2 separate regions of the Mus musculus genome follow, and region 2 is linked to region 1. A link is a contact called in public promoter capture Hi-C data. All regions are on one chromosome and are shown on one strand. The core of a region is the stretch at or near the end of the contact, and the rest is flanking DNA. Distances in the headings are between cores, read along the strand shown.

Evidence for each region. Promoter capture Hi-C pulls out the DNA fragments that hold promoters and counts their contacts.
Region 2: a promoter capture Hi-C map of hippocampal neurons shows a contact between it and region 1, with 3 times the contacts expected there. The contact joins the promoter of Acvrl1 here to the promoter of Dnajc22 in region 1. A contact is called at or near these places in 2 of 39 promoter capture datasets (hippocampal neurons and liver) and 1 of 9 other capture datasets (embryonic stem cells).

What each region holds. Positions count from the first base shown.
Region 1 is chr15:99,096,897-99,103,382 of GRCm38.p6, reverse strand. It overlaps Dnajc22 (DnaJ heat shock protein family (Hsp40) member C22), which reads right to left and starts at 3,899. Exons shown (of 3, transcript NM_176835.2): 1 at 3,783-3,899; 2 at 1,608-2,560. The coding sequence starts at 2,447.
Region 2 is chr15:101,124,323-101,130,808 of GRCm38.p6, reverse strand. Acvrl1 (activin A receptor, type II-like 1) reads right to left here and starts at 2,287. Exons shown (of 11, transcript NM_001277257.1): 1 at 2,226-2,287; 2 at 1,746-1,882.

The DNA.
Region 1 (6,486 bases), core at 2,650-5,149:
CCAACCCAGACACTATTGCAGATGCTAACAAGATTTTGCTGACAAGAACCTGATATTGCTATCTCTTGAGAGCCGGAGAGGCTCTGCCAGTATCTGGCAAATACAGAAGTGAATGCTCACAGCCATCCATTGGACAGAGCACAGGGTCCCCAATGAAGGAGCTAGAGAAAGGACCCGAGGAGTCGAAGGGGTTTGCAGCCCCATAGGAGGAACAACAATATGAACTAACCAGTATCCCCAGAGATCCCTGGGACTAAACCACCAACCAAAGAGTACATATGGTAGGACTCATGGCTCTAGCTGCATATGTAGCAGAGGATGGCCTAGTTGGTTATCAATGGGAGGAGAGGCCCTTGGTCCTGTGAAGGTTCTATGCCCCAGTATAGGGGAATGACAGGGCCAGGAAGCAGGAGTGGGTGAGTTGGGGAGCAGGGGGAGGAGAGAGGGGATAGGGGATTTTCGGAGGGGAAACTAGGAAAGGGGATAACATTTGAAATGTAAATAAAGAAAATATCTAATAAAAAATATTTGGGCAGGATATGATAGAGCAATGAACGCAGATTGTTTCAAATTGCATGTTAAATGTGAATAAGTCTTATAAACAGAATGTTGAATGCAAAAAGTCAGATCTGTACTAGGTGATCCAGTTTATTTGATTGTCAAGAATAAAGAAAACTTGGACAAAGAAAAATAAGGAGGATGACGGGCATGGTGGCACACGCCTTTAATCCCAGTACTCGGAGGCAGAGGCAGGTGGATTTCTGAGTTTGAGGCCAGCCTGGTCTACAAAGTAAGTTCTAGAATAGCCAGGGCTATACAGAGAAACCCTGTCTCAAAAAACTAAATAAATAAATAAAAAAAATAAATAATGAGGGAAAGAAAGAAAGAAACAAAGAAAGAAACTAACTGAAAACTCATCTAGCTGACAGGTGGTACTTCTTGCTAATATTCATTCATGATACAGAGGCAGGAGGAATACAAACTGAGGCCAGCCTGGGTCTCCATATTATCCTGGTTTAGGCCAGCTAAAGGATGCACAGTAAGAACCTGTCTTTAAAAAAAAAGAAGAAGAAGAAGAAGAAGAAAAAAAAAAGGCTAGAGAGATGGCTAAGCGGTTAAGAGCACTGATTGCTTTTCTAGAGGTCCTGAGATCAATTCCCAGCAACCACATGGTGGCTCACAACCATCTGTAATGGGATCTGATGCCCTCTTCTGGTGTGTTCCCAGTTACAGTAGCCTGGAGTGGTGGCACACGCCTTTAATCCCAGCACTCGGGAGGCAGAGGCAGGCAGATTTCTGAGTTCAAGGCCAACCTGGTCTACAAAGTGAGTTCCAGGACAGCCAGGGCTACACAGAGAAACCCTGTCTCAAAAAACAAAAAACAAAACAAAACAACAACAACAAAAGTATTTATTATTCATGTGTCTTCCTCATGTACCTTCATGAAGCCCAAAGAAGCCAGGATCCCCTTTCAAGGCATAGCTGGCCAGACTCAGAACAGAGCTCCCTCATGCAAGCTACAAGCTCCTGCAGGGCTTCCATCGCTCAGAGTCCAGACAGGCTCTCCTCTCTGAGGAGACTTACCCGAAGAGGGAAGAAAGGCTTACCTGGTGAGCCAGCTGAAGTTTCTCATCCTGAAAACTGTCGACAAACTCATAGAGCTTTTCCCACTCCTGGAACCGGCTGCTGTTGAAGCCAGGACCTCCGACCAGTAGCCACCAGATCCGGCAAGGCAGAAGCAAGACAGACTCCACGAGGCGGCCAAGAAGTGGGAAAAAGCTGAACCAACTCAAGAAGGAACCCAGGGTTTCTGCCACGTAGTTAATGGTGGCAGCTGTGTTGTACATCGTACTGTAGGCCAGAGGGCCGGTGAAGGCGAGGTAAGCCAAGCCCACGCGGTAGAGCCGCACACTAAGTGTCTCTGACCCCGCTGAGGCTTTGTATCGTCGATGCTTCTGGGCTGTAATGCTGGCAGCCAAACTGATAGGCAGGATGGCTATGGGGCGGCCATAGAACACAGGGGACGTGAGGAAGGCCGCTCCTAAGGTATTCTTAAAGTCTGAGGTCTGGTTACCAACAGCAGCTACCAGCAAGACCCCTAAGCCAACAGCCAGTGGGAGGCCCACTATATAGAAGTTGTCCATGGAAGAAAGGCTGACTAGAGCCACAAGACCAAAATAGACACCCACTACTATCTGGGAAGCAAAGCGAAGGAGACTGAGAGGTGGTCTCTCCTCTTCCGGCCTCTGTTTCCAACTCTGGACTCTGTTGGCTTGAGCCACAAAGCTCGGGAGCTTCCAGAATTCCCAGAGCCAGCCCAACCCACCACCTCCCAGGGTGAGCATCCAGAGCAGGGCATGGCTGTCCCTTCCCAGGTACAGGTGGTGGAGCCCAACAGGACCCCCCAAAGCCCAAAGGACATAGGTCATCAGCAGCCCTTTGGCCATCCTCTAGGGCAAGAGTCTCAGAGAAAATCCAGTGGCGTTTGACATTGATCAAATTGCAGAAATCTCAAGGTCCTCTGTGAGAATCACTGCAGTCTGGAGGGTCATCCTTAGGCCTGAGAGGTGAAGCAAGGAGAAAGGCTCAGCAGTAATAAAAATCAAGCTAGCCCTACCTCGGGGTCTCTCAGGTACTAGATGTCTCCTATCTTCCGTTAGCACCCCAGTCCTGTTATTTACAATCACAGTGACTCCATATTTAAGGGAGGAAATGCTTCAATTAAAATATTTTCATTTATTTATTATTAATTTATTGATATTTGAGGCACAGTCTTATTGCACGTTCCAAACTGGTCTTATGCGGCCATAGCTGAGGACATCTTGGTCTTCCTGCCCCTACCTCCTCAAGTGCTGAGGTTATAGGCATGTGCCACCATGTCCAAGGAAGAGAATGTTTTTGTTTTTAAGATTTATTCATTATTATGCATACGTACACTGTAGCTGTGCTCAGACACACCAGAAGAGGGCATCAGATCCCATTACAGATGGTTGTGAACCACCAGGTAGAGTCAGTGCTCTTAACCGGCTGAGCCATCTCTCCACCCCCAGGAAGAGAATGTTTTAAGTGACTTTAAGTTGGGACACTGAGAACTAGGTGCCTGAACAACAACAACAACAACTCAAAAGCTTGGGACTAACGGGTGACCCAGGGGTCACTTGGGGTTTAAATTCCCAGCACCCACATGGCAGCTCATAGATGCCCTCTTCTGGTCTCCAAGGATATCAGGAGTGCATGCAGTGCACACACAAAGGTTCAAGCAAAACACCCGTGTACATAAAGTAAAATTGAGAAAGAATAAGAAGGGGGAAAAAAGAAGCTTAAATTTCTATCCTCCCCTTAGACTCTGGAATAGTAATGGCTCACAGGAAAGGGCTGAAGAGAATACTTTTTCACTGTTTCAAACCCCTTTGAAAGCCAGTGTCTTAGCCAAACTCACTCCTTTAACATCGTGTGTGTGTGTGTGTGTGTGTGTGTGTGTGTGTGTGTGTGTGTGTGTGTGTGTGTGTAAGCGGGTGCATTCTGTAACTCGGCCAAAGCCCTTTCCAGCTTTCCCATCTCCCCAGACTATGCCGTTCTCCCACAAGCCAAATTTGAAAGGGACCCTGAACTCCTTCCACTTAAACGTTCTGGAGAACATTTTGACCCAGACCTTAGCACCCCACAGCCCAGCCATCCTATCCCTATCAACCAGATCGAAGGCACTCTACAAAGCGGCCGCAAAAATCCTCAGAATATCAAATCTGCCTGCCAATCGTCTTACCTACTTCAAGCAAACTCACCCTCAGGCAGTCCCAGCAGGGCCGCAGTACCTGGCAGCCCAGGCTTCCAGGCTGCTTCAGAACAGCCATTGCCTTTGAACACAGATTCAAAATGGCCCCTCTGTAACTGCTCTCACCTCCACACAAGTGGACTTTGTCCCTCAGTGCTGGGTGACTGTGTTTGAAGTCAGGCCACCTCCTGCAGGCCCCGCCCCGAAAGCCCTGGTCAGCCCCTTCGTAGCCACCTTCCGGTCCTGTGTTCCTGGGCTCTGATCGCCCTCTCTACGGGAAGCTTTCCCCAGACTCACCCAGTTTTACACTGTAGGGCCTGGAACCGCGCCCCACTCCCGGCAGTGCGCACCTCTTGCAGCACTTCATTAACACCGCCAGATGGCGCTGCCGTTTACGGAAGGGAGGGTCCCCAAAAGTCCCAGATCTCCTTTTTGCAAGGTTGGGACATTCCTGGTCAAAGCTGTCCGAACCGTGCAGCTACCTGGCGGGAGAAAAAGGGCGACTCTATCAATAAAATTAAAAATCTCGACTTCCTCTCCTCTCCGCCACAAATGGGAGGTGATCCCTGTCTCGCTTCTCTCTGTACTCCAAGACGGCCATTATAGGATCACGTCTAATTTCTTAAAGGAGAGACATCCACTCAGAGGTGAAGGAGAGAGCCCCTCAAGACCCGCAATTCTGCCTCACTACCTTGCTTCCAGGCCTTCCAGTTAGGGGACTCCACAGCCAGACCTGGGAGTCTGAGCCTGCATAGCCCAGAATCCATAGAGCCAGAAGCTGTTCAGACCCTTGTAGCCTGAAGCAAAGGGGGGGGGGGGAACCCACACCAGCAAGGGATACAGGGTGGGGGCGAGCCATCAGAAGAGTAAGGGCAAACCCAGGGAGACTCGGGGGAGAGGAGCCTGCCTTCTCGCTTGGACGCTGGAATGGAGCTGGCTTACAAGATGCCTTCAACATCCCGGGCTACAATCCCCGAGCAGCTCCGTGACCTTGGCCAAGTCACACCCTTTCCTGAGCTTCAGTTTCTTTTAAAAGAAGCTTGGATCTACGAAATTCCCCAGGCTTGATTAGAGGTAGGGATGGAGCCGGTGGGCTTCACTTAGGGTCACTTGTCAACAGTGGGCAGAATGTTTTAGCTCCCTCCAACGTCTAGTTCTAGCTGGGGACTAGATATGGCCCCTTTAGGGCTGAGGAGGGGCGACAAAACGACAACCCAGCCACGGCTGGGGACGGGGGGCGGACGGGGGCGCTGAATAATGAATGAGACTTAATTGGGCCCGCTCTGCGCGGCGGCGCGCTAAGCTTGGCAAACAGCGCGGGCAGAAGCAGCCGCCGCCGCTGGACAAACAAACTCGCTCGGGAGCCGGGAGCCCAGTGCGAACCGCCTGGAGGGGGAGGGGACCCCGGGGAGCCAGGTCTCCTGCTCGCAGGAGGGGCCCAGAAGTGTCCAAAAACGCGAAAGGGATGAAGGCTTCGGGCCCAGCCTAGAAAGGACGGACTGGGGAGGGAGCGAAGCAGATTTTTGCCGTAGAGCCCTGGGACCCAAGGGCAATGTAAGCGCGTGAAAAAGATGGAGAAAAGAGTGGAGGACGGAGAAGAGAGTGAGAAATGAGCGAGGAAAAGGCACATCTGGAGGAGGGTGGTGGAGGGTGAGGGGCGAGAGGAGGACCATTACTGTGAGGAGAGGGCAGAGCGATGGAGAAACGAGAAGGGAGGCACAGGGGACCTAGAGAAGAAGAATTGAGGAAGAGTCAAGGAGAGGGATGAGAGGTGACCGGAATGAGAACAGGGGTGACAGGGTGGGCGAGAGGAGCCCCTGCCTGCGCCTCGCCCTGCCTCGCTCCCGCCCTACGCTCTCTCCAGCCGTCCGCACTCACTTTGTCACAATTACGGGGCCGTCACTCGGCCGGGATTGTTTTCCCCAAATTGTTGTTCTATAAACTGGCTCGGGGTGGGAGGTGGGGTGGGGGTGGGGGGAATCTGACAAGCTGAAGCGGGAGGGAGGGGAGCGTGTGAGCAGCTGTCGAGGGCATAGTAACGTATTTACCCGCCACTGGCCCAGGGCTGGCCTTGGCTGATACAGAAACCCGTGAGGAAATTGATGGCCACCCCAACCTTCGCCACCGTCCCCGATTTTTCATCTTCCAGGCCTCTCTCGGTCTCAGCTGCCTCGGTTTCCCCAACCGAACGCGGCAGGTACTGGAGGCCGAGGCGATGACCAGACAGGACCAAAAGTTGCTTAGCCTTTCCCCAGTCTCTCTGGCCGGCGCCCTCCAGCGCCTGCTCACGTCGCAGGTTTGCACTCTCATTCCTAAGTGTGCCCAGGTCCCCTCACCCCGGCGCCGCTCGCTACCCTAGACCACCTTGTCGCTCCTCTATTCTGCAAACATCTGTTGCGCCCACTGAGCGAGAACTGCGCTGGCTTCCAGCTGCCCCCCTCCGCCCCCAACACCTCCCCCGCCCGCCTCCTCCCCGCCAGCCCAGCTTGTCGGCTCCGTGACAGCCGCCGCCGAAGCCCGGGCCCCGCGGGAGCGGCCGGAGAGGAGACGCTGCATGGCTGGCTCCGACACCGGCCTCCCTCGCGGCTCCAGGGGCAACGGAGGATGGCGGCCGCTGAAGCGAGACCGGAGTCGGCCGCTGGAGTTGGCAGGACTAGACGGGGGAGGGGGGAGGCCTTGGGTGGGCTCCTCTCGGCTTCTTTTAAATCCTGTCT
Region 2 (6,486 bases), core at 1,038-3,537, 2.0 Mb before region 1:
GATGTACTGGACAAAGAGATGATTCATATGACCGATGAGGTGAGGGGAGGTGAGACTTCGCTACATTCTGGAGACAGTATGGATTTAAATTATATATATATATATATATATATATACATATATATATATATATAAATATATATCTTCCCTAGTTCTGGAAATTCCCATTGACTGTTTTCACACCACAGTTAATTGTAAGTGACTAAGATCTCTGACCGGGAAGCTGCAGAAAGGAGAGACTCCTATACAGCACACAGACCAACACACTGGCCCTGAGCAAGCACCCGACTGGGGTGGTCCGTGGAAGCTGGGGTTCAATGTGGGGCTCGAGGCAGGTAAGCTTTCTCTATCCTTTTTCTAAAAAAAAAAAAAATACTTTCTCAGGTAAGGAGAGGACCTCGTCAGAGTGCTGCAGACTCCTCCACAGAGACACATCGAGTTAAGATGGCGAGGAGGTAAGAATCATGGGACATTCACAGTCCAGGAACAGGCATGTTCCTGGCAGTATTGAGTATTGTTCCTGGCCTCTGTGTTTGTTTCTGTTTGTCACCGCCAAATCCTTACCTACCTAGCCTCGAGAACCCACATCCCAGGGACCCCCATACCTAGCTAGGGTGGTCTGTGGCAGCTACGTCTCACAGCTTGGAGATTGGCATAAGAAGAGTACCATTTCCCAGGTGAGACCCACGAGAGTTACTCAACTGTGTGGCAAGTGGCACGGAGCAAGCCCTCGGCAGCCAGATGTGCCGGCACTGACCTGTATCCCAGCACTCAGAAGCCTCCTGAGGCAGGGCAGGAAAGAGACTAAAGCTGAATCAGGTGGACTGAAAATCTGAGGCCAGCTCTGTATCAAAAACAAACAAACAAACAAACACAAACAAAAAACCTCCCAACCATGGTGTCTCCTGATGTCATTGACTGACACCCTTCTCAGAGTCATCCAAAGCCTGAAGCTGACCTCTCTTCCACAAGCTGGGCACAGTTATCTCCCATCTGATAGGCTGTGTGAGCAAAACCACCCACAACAAAGAAGGATAATTGTGAAGACAGGTGGGGGGCCAGCTAGAGTGGTGAGGATCCAGAGAGGAAAGACCCTAGACAGACCCCCTAGACAGACTGACCCTGGAGGGTCAGAGAGGGGGCCGAACTCATCCAGAAGTTGCTCGTGAGCAGGGGAATGTGTCCTTCAAAGGAAGACCTAAGAAAGCAGAGCTGTTCTCTGCAGGGCTGACTGACTGCCTGGATCTCAGCCTGGGGGAGGGCCAGGAGTCCCTAAAGGGGAATGTCAAGGACACCCACGGCAGGGGAATTCTGTGACCCTATAGAGATAAGGATTGGGGTGCCAGGTTAAGTGGTCTCTATGAGGAGGTTCCGCAAGGGAAGTCGCTCCTATGTCAACAGAGCACCCTGGAGCTCAGGAGGGAAGAATCTTTCAGTCCCGTTTTACCTTTATAGATAAGGGTAGAAGAGTTAATCTCGGCAGGGAAGAGAAGCTAAAGGCCTCAGGATACCTAGCAAAAAAAGTTTTTTGATTCCCCATCCGTGCTCGACCCGCCCCCTTCCACGCTCAGGTCGGGGTAGCAGGGAGGTGTGTGTCCACAACCAGGGGACTGCTGACTGTCTTGCCCGGCTAAAACTGACCCTGCCACGCGCCGTCTGAGAGGTCTTTGAGATCCACATAAAGAAGGGTCCCCCTGAGACCAGGGACAGGTCTCCCTGCCCGGCCCAGCGGCACTCCGACTCACCTTTGGACAGGGCGACTCGACCCCCGCCTCTCCTTGCCGGAGGCGGCCGGGGTCTCACGTCCAGAGCCGGCCTGTGGGGCCGGGAAAGGTCTCGATCTGCGCGGCTGGCGCGGCGGCCTCCGGGGACTGGGAAGGGGCTGGAGCAAAATGTTTCTTATTCTAGCTTCTTCCTGCCTGGCCCGGCTCCACCACTCCCTCCTAATAACTCGTTTCCTATTGCCCAGTACGCCTCCCAGCAGCAGGGCTCGGCTCTAGAGGGCTGCAGACCGAGTGCGACCACCCCAGCCCCTCCCTGCCACGAAGGGACAGGCTTCGAACCCAGGCATTGGGGTCCCGTGCGTCCTGGGTAGGAACGTAGGGACTGAGCTAGCTGCGGAAGCGTCGCTCTAGGCCAGGAGAGGGTAGCCTGCACCCAGAGGCAGAAATCTAGATTCGTGAGGGCTTCAGGGAGGGACCCGCGTGAGGTAGCAGCCAACTTACCTGTGCTCACTCCTAAGGAACAGCGCTAAGAAAGCTGAGTTTGGGCTGGGAGTGTCTGCTCCAGAGTTGGCTCCGCCCTTTGGATTCTCCAGTTGGCTTAAATCTTTTTGCCTCCAAATTCCAGCCCTTCACCCTTAATACTTTTGTTCCCTTCCGTTGTCCACAGTGCTGGCCATCAACGCTCAGCCTCGGGCTAAAGAAACCTAGATAGGTCCGTTCTGAGTCAGTCTGGTCTGTGCACCTCAAGGCTTGACAGTTAGTTGTTCCTCTCCCTCAGGTCAGGGGTGGCCAGAATAGAGGGAAAGGCCACCTTGTCTTTTCTGTTCAGCCGTGTCCTTTTTGTCTAGCCGGGCTGGGACCCCAACCACGGGATGGGGGCGGGGCACAACTACCAGATGGGGAGCTTTAGAATTTGGGGCATGGAACCTTGTGAGGCTGGGACCTGCGGCTGGGGAGTTGGGCAGAGGGCTCGGGATGGGGAAGACAGGACACTCTTCCTCTTCCTGATCGGCAGTACAGGCTGGGACTGGGTGAAAATCTATGCTTTCCTGGGCAGGACTTGAGTTTTACTCTTAGCCTTGTGAATATCCTTGTGGGGGACCTTGAAGTAGTTCCACCAGCTGGGAATCCAGGCTAGTTGCTGTGACCCCACTAACACCTCCAGGGGCTTCAACCCCCCCCCCCCCCCCCCGCTACTAATGAGCATAGTGTTCCATCTTTCAAACGGTAAAAGATGGTGCCTATCTAAGTTCCTCAAGGAAGGAGTTTGTCGGCTAATATTTGAGAAGGCTAGGGAAGGGGTGGCCCTAGCCCAGTGGGAGAACACAGAAGCAATCTCTAAGGTGTCATGCCTGTCATGTAGATTTTGCAAGATGGGACAGAGGTGCCCTATCCTTTGGCAAGGATAGAGGCTGGGGGAGAGAAAGGCGGGAGGCTCCCACTGGTCTTACTTCCTCTGCTGAGCTCCACATGCTAGCAGCTTCTTGAATTGTGAGCCCCATGACCTTCCAGAGCCCCGGCTCAACCAAATTTCAGGGTCAGGACAGACCATGTCTTGCAGTACTATGGATTACAGTATCTGCTTTTCCAGATTGTGGTGGTCGCTTTGTTACACTCTATAGAACAGGGAGCTTGGATACATGACCATCTTCACACCCACTCTTCCTCCCACATGCCATGGCTTCCGGTAAGCCTTTCATTCTCCAGCCGGCGGCTCTCTGTCTTGAGTGGGACAGGACCCATGGGACCTCTGCAGCCCAAGTCTAAGGTCCGCCTCCTTGGGAAGGGGCAGATAGGGGACCATGGGTAAGGTCAGGAGCTGGGAAGTGGCTGAGGGGGTCAGTGGGGACTGAAGAGTTTCTGTGGGCAGGCCTGTGAAGTAAGACGGAGAGAAGTCAATTTAGGAGGTTGAAGAGAAGCTGTGGACAGGGGTGGCATCTTTCCCCTCTTCTTAGCGTTCCCGACACTGGCTGGTGCCTGGGCTGTTCTTGTGAACCCAAGCCTCCCATAGTGCACGGGGAGCTTGGGGCAGGGGCGGGGGATGTGGGAGGAGTGACAAGAGTTGGAGAAAGCACTAGGGCCTCAGGCCAATGAGGACATAGAAAAGGAATTACAGACTGCGTCCAAGTCTACAAGAATTAGTTGCTCACAAGGCCCAGCTGTTCCTATATTCTGAGGACAGAACGAAATGAAACAGGCCCAAAGAATTCCGATTTAGATCCAGGGACTCAGAAGACTTCCCAGCAGGGTCTGAAGCAGAGGATTGCTGATCCTCAGAAGTTAGTCTGAAGAACTTCAAGGAGGTCCTCTCTAGAGGCAGGTGACAACGGTTTGATGCAGAGGTGGAGCAATGAGCTTTCGGGGACCAGCACTAAATTCTCAACTGTGTGCTGTGTTTTTGTTTTTGTTTTTGTTTTTGTTTTTGTTTTTTGAGAACGGTCCCTAAAATCCTAGGCTGGCTGTGAACATGAGATCTTGTTGTTTCCACCTCCGCAGAGCTAGGATTCCATGTGCTTGCCCCAAACCTGTTTCAGGCCCCACTCTCAAGAGTGATGAAGGCCGAGCACGCACAGCCATTCAGAGCCCTGTGCTTGAGTGCTTTGTTGCTGCCACCATGAAATTCTTCATAGTATTCTTAATGGCATTTGGACCTTGGACACATAATTTTTGTTTTGCACCAGGCCCTACAAAGTATGTACCCCATCTGCATCAGGGTAGGCGGGGAGAAGAACAAAGGAGGGGGAAGCAAGCTGGGGTTTGCTCCTCTGAAATTCGAGTGGAAGAGGGGCAGCTCAGTAGTCAGGGCGCCTCCCTGGCACGTTCAAGGCCAGGCTTTTCAAACTAGAAAGACAAGGTGGATGACAGAGGGGAGTTGTGGGTCTCCTTTAGGGAAAGCGAGGGGGTACATATCTGCAGATTTCAGCTCTCTGTCTATTAAACACGGGAAGAGGTCCTCACTGTGGAGGGCTAAATGGAATCCTGAAGGGACAGGTGTCCTTAGTTCCAGGCAGCAAACACCACAGTGCCTTGCAAAGGTTAATCATATGGGTCATAGAGTTGGGTTCCAGGCCTGGATCACCTCTTCATCCCTCAGTTTCCTTCTCTGTACAATGAAGGGTGTGAGCTAGAAAACCCCGGAGTCTCCTCCCAGCCTGTATGACATTCTTATTAGTCCCAGGCCTGTCACTCTAGTCTGGATCAAAACACAGCTTGGTTACGTCCAGCTTTGGGAAATCCCGGAAGCTGGAGAACAGCCCTGCTCCTCGAGAAGAGGCTGGCAGACCCTCCACATCCCTAGAGTTAGGACCACTAAGGCATCTTCCTCCTCAGGACCCCTTGAAAGTGCTACCCATCCCTCACCCACCCCGAACCATCAAGGCCACTCATCTCAAGGGACCCTTGAGCAAGAGATGGCACATCAGGACGAGGAGCATGAAGGTTAGAAGGTGGCCAAGTGGTGTCATAGGGGTGCATGGACATGAAGCTTGGTGTCTCTTGGGAAACTGGTCTACCCTTGTCTGCTCCCAGGCAGGGCATTGAGCTCTGGGTTATCCTTCCCCACATGCTTCCAAAGCCATGAATTCTTACCAGCTGACCTGACCGCAAGAGAGGACAGTAAGTGGAAAGAGCCCAGGCTGGGAGTTGGGACAGCTGAATGTGATCCTCAGTTTCCTCTCCTGTAGAATAGGTCAGTAATGCCTTCTCAAACACATCACAGACCAGCAGAAAAGCATGTGGGAAAGTCCTCTAGCAGGAGTAATTTGCACACCCATGTCCAGTTTGTTTTGGGGAGAGGCAGATGGCTGAGAGGGGGTATCATGCTTAGACTCCAGGTGCGACTGTGTGTTAGCAGCGTGAGCCAAGTCAGTACAGGATGAAATAAAAATTTTCTGCATGAGAAGCATCCTAGTTACTTTTCTATTGCTGTGAAGGGGTACCATAGAGTTTACAGTTTCAGATGGTGAGCTCATGACCCTTGTGCTGAGGAGCCTGGCAAAGCAACAGGCAGACACAGCACTGGAGCAGTAACTGAGAGCTGGCACACTGACCCACAAACATGAGGTAGAGAAAAAGCTAACTGGAACTGGCTTAGGCTCCTGAAACCACAAAGCCCACCCCCAGTGACACACCTCCTCCAGCAAGGACACGCCTCTCAATCCTTCCCAAACAGTTCCACCAGTTGGGGACCAGGCATTCGAACATATGGGGACCATTCTCACTCAAACCACCGTAAGAATTTATTATAGGAAGAAGCCGAAAATGGTGGCATAGGCGATCCCGGCTACTTGGGAGACTGAGGTAGGAAGGGCATACATCCCAAGGCTTGCCTGGATTGCAGAGTGAGTTGAAGACCAGCCTGTGTAACTTAGTAAGACCAGGTTCAGATATTATCTTTATCATATTTATTTATTTATTTATTGTATGTGTGTGTGCATGCGTGTATGTGCATGCATGTATGTGTGTGTGCCTGAGAGGAGAGCATACCACAGTATGCACATGGAGGTCAGAGGACAACTTGTGAGAGTAGGTTCTCTCTATCCTGGGTTCTGGGGATTAAACTCAGGCCATCGGGTTTACAGGCAGTGTCTTTACTTGATGAGCCATCTTTCCAACCCAAGACTCTATCTCAAACCTTAAAAACAGCCAGGTATGGTGGCACAGACTTATTAAATTATATTATGTTATATTATATTATTGGATATATATATATATGTAAAATACAATAAGCCTTTGGGACCTGGATGTGACTGGTGCTGAGATT